2 separate regions of the Mus musculus genome follow, and region 2 is linked to region 1. The links are chromatin contacts, called in public HiChIP or PLAC-seq maps. All regions are on one chromosome and are shown on one strand. Each heading gives the region's core, a stretch centred on a gene start, on an enhancer-like site or on the middle of the called end of the contact. The rest is flanking DNA. Distances are from core to core; before and after follow the strand shown. Region 1 has its middle 87 kb from the start of Gm26535. Region 2 has its middle 250 kb from the start of Gm46220.

Region 1 (3,328 bases), core at 604-3,103:
CTGTACTCTGTAACCTTCTGGTCCTACTTACTCTTTAGCCTTAGGCTTATTACCTCTCCCACCTTTTCCTGTTAGGAAGCACAAGGTAACTGTCTAAAACAGCTCAAAGGCTACTAAAGCCAGATAGTGATTTCACTCACCTAAAATCCTGGCCCTCAGGATGCTGAGCAGTAAGACTGAGAATTCACGTCTGGTCTGGATTGTGTATAGACAAGAATCAGAAGAGACCACTTGGCACAATTCTCAAAAACAATTGGAGAAGCTGGCTCCATCTGCACTTGGTAGGCATACATTATTTTATTAATTGCATGTTTGTGGAAGTGGCAAAAAGACACACTATGATTGTGGACATGTCTTTTTAATTTTTTAAAATTAAATTGTTTATTTATTTAGTGTGTGTGTGTGTGTGTGTGTGTCAGACTACAGCTTTGTGGAGTTTTTTTTTTTTTTTTTTTTTCCCCATTCATCTTTACACGGGATTGAACCCAAGGTAGTCAGCCTTGCAAAACAAGCCCCTTTATCTTTACCACTGAATCATCATCGTACCAGCCCTTCTTACCAGATTGTGGACATTTCTTAGACTTAGTCACAAAACTAGATTAGCAAAGTTTCCTAAATATCTTTCTAAGTAGTTATAAAAAATACCAGGCTCCCTCCCTTTGGGGGTTCCTTCTGAGGACCACTTGCTGAAGAAGAATGGGTGACAGAAGAGGTCAGTGTGTCTTGGGTGGTCTAGACTTTGTTCTGCAGTGAGTTAGTCTAGGCCGCATTCTAGCCAGTCATTTCCCCCATGTACCCAGATCGAACCAGTCTGACCCAACCCAGGCTCCCGCTCAGCTCTACAGAGTGCTCCACGCCTGGGGCAAAGTGAAGGCTTGGCAGCTATCAAAGTCTTCACAACTTAGAAGGAAACTAATAAGGGCGACCACACACCAAAGATGATTTTCTTTGTTTTGCTGTTTTTGTTTGTTTGCGTATTTGAGACAGAAACTCACTTTGTTTACACCCCAAGCACTGTGGTTACAAGTATGGACCAGCATACCTAGCTTGGATGGCATAGTTTAGACCTGTCAGAGCATGTCAAAAATAAAAATAATTAAAAAAAATGGAGTGACTTTGAGCTTATTGTACATATTAGTTTATTATAGTTTCAAAATTATTTAAAATTTTAAGAATTTTCTACAGTCAATGAAGGCCCTGTGCTAAGCAAACAGTTTTAAATTGCTGAATCCCTGTTACAGCATGTGGAAGAGAGCAACTTTGCTCTGAATACACTTTCGTAATAAAAATGTATTTAAGACTGAAGTTATTTCATCTTGTTTGACATTCATAATTAGTACATATTCAGTAATCTGTAGTTTTTAAATGCCTAGGTATGACTGGGGGAGGATGGGGGAGGGAGAACTGAGGAGGGGGGTTGTGGGCAGTCAGAGATTAGCATGGCAGGGTTGGCTCTTCCCTGCTGTAGAGCAAGGGCATCAGCAGTTTAGAAGGGGAAGTAGGCTTCAAACCAAACAGCTGACGCTGAAATCAGCTGGTGGCGGGCCTGGGCGGGGGAGGGGCGAGGGGGAGGAGGGGAGGGGGGAGCGCAGCCTGACTTCCTCTTCATTCTTGTTCTTTCTGCCTTTGTCCAGGGTTAGCAGCGCTTCGATTCCCTATTCTGTTACCCAGTTCCTGGGAAGACACCCTGCCCCCATCCCACCACCACCCCTTCCACTCTTCCTTCTGGGGCTTATCTGCTCTGGCCAGGCAGTTGCGTAGTGAAGATATGCAAACTGTGAAACACACAAAAGCACCTTAGAGACATCTAGAACATTTGCACTAAACACACGCAGGAGAATACAGCGCAACACATTACAGCCTCTTGGGCTCATTTTATTCTGCTGACTTGGAACCAACAGGGAAAACCCCTACCGTCCTTTGCAAGTCCTTTTGTTTTTTTAAACTTCCTCTCCAGACAGCAGAGCAAGGGTAACTAAAAAAAAATCCAATTCTTTACGATGTCTTTTAGTTATTTTGTTTAAATGTTTAACAACTTGTTCATGAAAAGTCTCACAAAAGTACAAGAAAGTCGGCTACATTGTTTAAATCTTATCTCACATTCCCTGCACGTCAGTCAAAATGGAATTACAGCACATTAAGATGGCTACTATCAAAACCATAAACAGAGCCAGAAGATTCCAAGTGTTGGAGAGGATGTGGAAAAAGCAAGATTTTGTTCACTGTCAAGGGATTGCCTATCAACAGTGGTGTGGTGGTTCTTCAAAGGCTAAAAAGGAGGTGGACATGGTAGGGCACGGTGAGACGTGCCTTTAATTCTAGCCCTGGAAAGGCAGAGGCAGAGTGATTACCAGTCCCACCTCTGACTTGAGTACATGCTCCCAATGAACTGGAAAATGGAAATTAAAACTATGCCATCCTTGAACTCACAGCAGACTTCTTCTCAGGCTCAACATGGGAATGTTCTGGAATTAAAGGCTTTAGAGATCATGCCTTTAAAGTCTGTGATTCACACTTCCAAAGAGATAGTAGTCTTAATGCAGGGAGTCCTGATATCTGCTGGGATGGTGATGGAAAGTTATAGTCATGATACTAAATGAGATCAGCTGGTCAGAGAAAGATCTCCTTACATGTGGATCCTAAAGCAGTCAAATGCATGAAGGCAGAGTGGAGTGGTGCTTGCTAGGGGCTGGAGGAGTTGTTCAATGGATCCGGATCCTCACATAAAAGGCCTAGGGCTGGGCATCTTGAGCTTGAGACCAACCTGGCTAAATAGGGAGACTGTCTCAAGACACAGTTGTTTAAGTAGAGAAGATGAAAATAGTTGAAATGGAATTTAAGGATGGAAGAATAGCAATGGAATAGTTCACACCAAATTTTGTGTTGTGCGTATTTTCCAATTAAAACTAATTTTAAAATGGCTAAGATGCCTTTGTGATAGCTCACTGGGTAAAGGTTCTTCCTGCCAAACCTGATGATGTAAACTCAAGGCCCAGGAGCCACATGAAAGGAGAGAATTAATTCCTGAAAATTGTTCTATTAGTCTATACATGTGCACACACTTACACATACACATTCTCTATCTCTCTCATACACACACACACACATACTCACACACATACACACATCATCATGAAAAGTTTTAAGGGGTAGTTTTTCCCACAAAAAAAAAAAATACATAAAGCCAAAAATAGAGCCTCAGGTTTCATAGCTTCATGTCATCACTTAATACAAAAGAACAGCAGGTACATTTATCGAAATTAGAATTTAATGTTGTGGACCACATGACCCCACACCACCCCATCCCCCACTCCCCCAGGCAAGGTTT
Region 2 (3,328 bases), core at 144-2,643, 580 kb after region 1:
ATAATTCTTTTATCTTTTATATAAGCTAATTTTATATATTTTCAAACTTAAAGTTAAAAGGCGTTCATTATAAAAAGGAAGAAATGTTTTGAAATTCATTGTATAAACTATCACAGTGTATAAACTATCACTTGGTATGCATAGCACAGATAGCTCAAACAAGGCTGTTTCCTCTCCGCGAGTGAAATATGTAGAAATACTTGATAATGGTGCACAATTCACATGTTTACAGGCCAGCAGGTAGACAGCAATGATCAAAGCAAATTTGGAAGAGATTAAAAGGACACTGTAAGGATAGCCACAAAATGTCAACTATGTGTGTCTATAGCCTGGGTTGTGCAGAAGACCAGTTATGGCTATGCATGACTGGGTTTCCCACATTGCCATGGAGGCCATATCTGAGAGATGTCAGTGAGGAACCATCCATTTACTGATCTTTTCCTAATCAGAAGACCAGCCTCTTCATCTCTCTCTGGCGGCTGGCTTAAGATGGAAATTTGAGCCTATCTCTTTTAATTTAAGGTCTTGACTTGGTCTATCAGACACTATGAGTTGGTCTAGTTGGCTATCTTGCAAGTTCCAATCTGTCCTCTTCATAGCTATCATTTTTGATCAGACATATCAACTGATTTAAGTTAATTAGCTAAATCCTACAAAGTTTTTGAGATCTTACTGAGTTTATTTAGCTGATATCTTTTTTTATAATTTTGATAAAGGTTTTCCTCTCCTTTAGAGAACACAAGACCCCTCAGTTTATGTGTATCAAGACAGAAATTAGCTTTTCAAGAGAACACATCTTTCAGTTGCTTCTTGAAAATATGCTTCATTAGGAGAATCTGACTTTGTTGAAAGCTGTGATGTAAAAACTGTGATCAGCAAAACATACGAAAATAATCTTCTTTTTGGCCATCAATGATTTTGACCCATTGTTTCTCTAGAGATAAATGACATGATGCAATTTTATTTTAAATTTTGATGAATTATTCTTTTTCATTTAATTAGCATCACCAGGTAGTATTGAGACATGAAATCCGGCTGAATACAATGTTTTCTCTGCCGTGTCATTAGTGAAATAGCAGGAGTGTAATCAAATGTGACCCTTATGCTTTCTTTTTCAAAATGCTGTCAACAGAACTGGCTCCTCAGTTTGCTAAGATTCATCAGTGAGAGGATAGAAAGTTGAGTGAGATTTGAAGCAATATCCTCATTAGAGTTTCTTTTAATCAGTCTCTCTCTCTGTATATACACAGAATTTAAAGGGGGAAATACAAAGCCATACCATCACAGTTCTAGCCTGATATTTATGTTTGGCTGACATGAGAGGGTACCTGAGGCCAAGGTGACATTTAAAAGAGTGGTTACCTAGTCTGTCATCTCACTTCTGCAATTCATGTGGTACTGTGTGTCACATGAAGTTATCAGGAAATGGTGTGGAAAGTACGGTTCTTACTCTCAGTAGATTGTGGGAAACCTAGGGGATTCTGACGTGTGCTTTAAAAATATATTTCAAAACTTCTAAAAGGCATGATTTCGAAATGTGATTGGCTGGCTACTGGTGATTTTCAGACTAAAAATTAATCTGCTTGCAATGAAACCCACGTGAACCACGGCCATTGGGAGTATAGAAATTAACTTGAAGACGTGCAGTTTTCCATTTTATTTATCAAGCATTCACAACCAAAACAAGGCTATTTTTTATGGTTACAATCAAGTGCCTTCATGCCTGAATTCAAGCTTCCTAAATCAGAAAGTGCCAGAAATTACACTTTGAACCTCCAAATCATTTGAGTTGAACAGTAGTGTATTTTTGGAGACCAAATGTGCTCTCATATCCTTCCAACTCTGTAAAACCAAACAAGCAGGAATGTCATTATCTGGACATCCAGTCTTCATCCCTCACAAGTGACTCTGTCTTCCAGTGACACTGTTCCCCTGCTCCAGACAGAGCAGCAACTGTTCCCCAGTGTACATTTCCATTGCATCCCCCATCTTCTCTCCCTCCCCCTCCCCTCCCCCTTTACAGCCACAAATGCTTCAACAGAAGTGGGGGAAGATCCAAAGAATCCCCTTTACTAACTAGAACTAAGATGAATTGTGTCAGAGTTCAGAGCTTCGTTGTTGCTTGGCATGAAATTACTGCCCGTGGTTTCTGCCAAGGCGGGTGTCAGCTGGTGAATTATAACAGTGGCAGACAGGACTGAGATAAGCAGAAAATACAATGGCAGCTGCTACACAGAACTATTCTTTCTGGCCTAGTGAATACAAAAATACATTGTGTAAATAAAGACAGACAGCTTCTTTATGCAATTGTCTGCTACTGTGCAACTGCTAAGGAACAAGTATTGATTCCTGAAAATAGCCCCAGACACTTGAATGCAATATGCTTTTACACGTGAGATGACTGGGTTATTAAGAAAGCAACAATAAATCTAACTTCCTAACATTAGAGTTGAACCTTCAGGTAAATAAAGTATACCACTGTGTTACGTTACATTTCTGAACTTGAGCATTTCTTCAAAGCATGTCTTTCATTCAAGTCCACAATTCTTTATTGTGTTTTGAGTGTGAAATCTAGGGCTGTGATTGAGTTTTCATCAATTATAAAATAAGTGCTGTATCAGGGCTCTTGCTTAGATTGCCACAACAAAGTGCCATCCTCTGGAATGGCTTAAACAACAGACGTTTGTTTTCTTGTGATGCTCTTGGCTGGATATACTTCATTAAGACCTGACACAGTTGGTTTCTGGTAATAGATTCTTGGCTTGTAGAACAATGCATTTTTTCTCTGTGTTATATCTGGCTTTATAGCATCTACTTACTAATCTGTTTATTTTTTGAAAGCATTTTGCTATGTGGCCCATCATTAATCACCTGGGCCAGAGCTATCTTCCTAGCTTTGTCTCCTGAATAGCTGGGACTATAGTGTGCCACCACACTTGGGTCACTTACTAAAAGGGCACTAATTCTATCAGTTTAGGATCCCATATATAAGTTTCTATGTAATTTTTATTACTTTTTTAAACTTTAATTACTTTTTTTTTGTTCCCACTTTAAACAGTCAGAGTTTTTATGTTTCTGCCCAGAAAGTTTGGTAGGATAACATGGTATTCTTTATGTAAAAGTGCCCTAGGCACACTTGATTTTTTTAAAATTTTTTTAATTTTTAATTTTTTTTTTTCGAGACAGGGTTTCTCTGTATATCCCTGGCTGTTCTGGAACTCACTTTGTAGACCAGGCTGGCCTCAAACTCAGAAATCTGCCTGCCTCTGCCTCCCAAGTGCTGGGATTAAAGGTGTGTGCCACCATGCCCAGCACACACTTGATTTTT

The links. HiChIP or PLAC-seq counts read pairs in DNA pulled down with a chosen protein or histone mark.
Region 2: a contact with region 1 is called in an H3K27ac HiChIP or PLAC-seq map of bone marrow-derived dendritic cells, with 7 times the contacts expected there. The contact joins two enhancer-like sites. A contact is called at or near these places in 1 of 484 Hi-C or Micro-C datasets (macrophages) and 1 of 115 datasets of contacts at active chromatin or transcription factors (bone marrow-derived dendritic cells).

The regions. Positions count from the first base shown.
Region 1 is chr10:37,230,543-37,233,870 of GRCm38.p6, forward strand. No RefSeq gene overlaps it. Among named protein-coding and RNA genes, the nearest start is that of Gm26535, 87 kb to the right of the region's middle. Within about 2 kb of position 1,854, at least 167 of the 459 cell types and tissues checked have an H3K27ac peak or open chromatin away from gene starts, as enhancers often do. A contact at or near this core is called in bone marrow-derived dendritic cells, where this site is marked.
Region 2 is chr10:37,810,573-37,813,900 of GRCm38.p6, forward strand. No RefSeq gene overlaps it. Among named protein-coding and RNA genes, the nearest start is that of Gm46220, 250 kb to the right of the region's middle. Within about 2 kb of position 1,394, at least 59 of the 459 cell types and tissues checked have an H3K27ac peak or open chromatin away from gene starts, as enhancers often do. A contact at or near this core is called in bone marrow-derived dendritic cells, where this site is marked.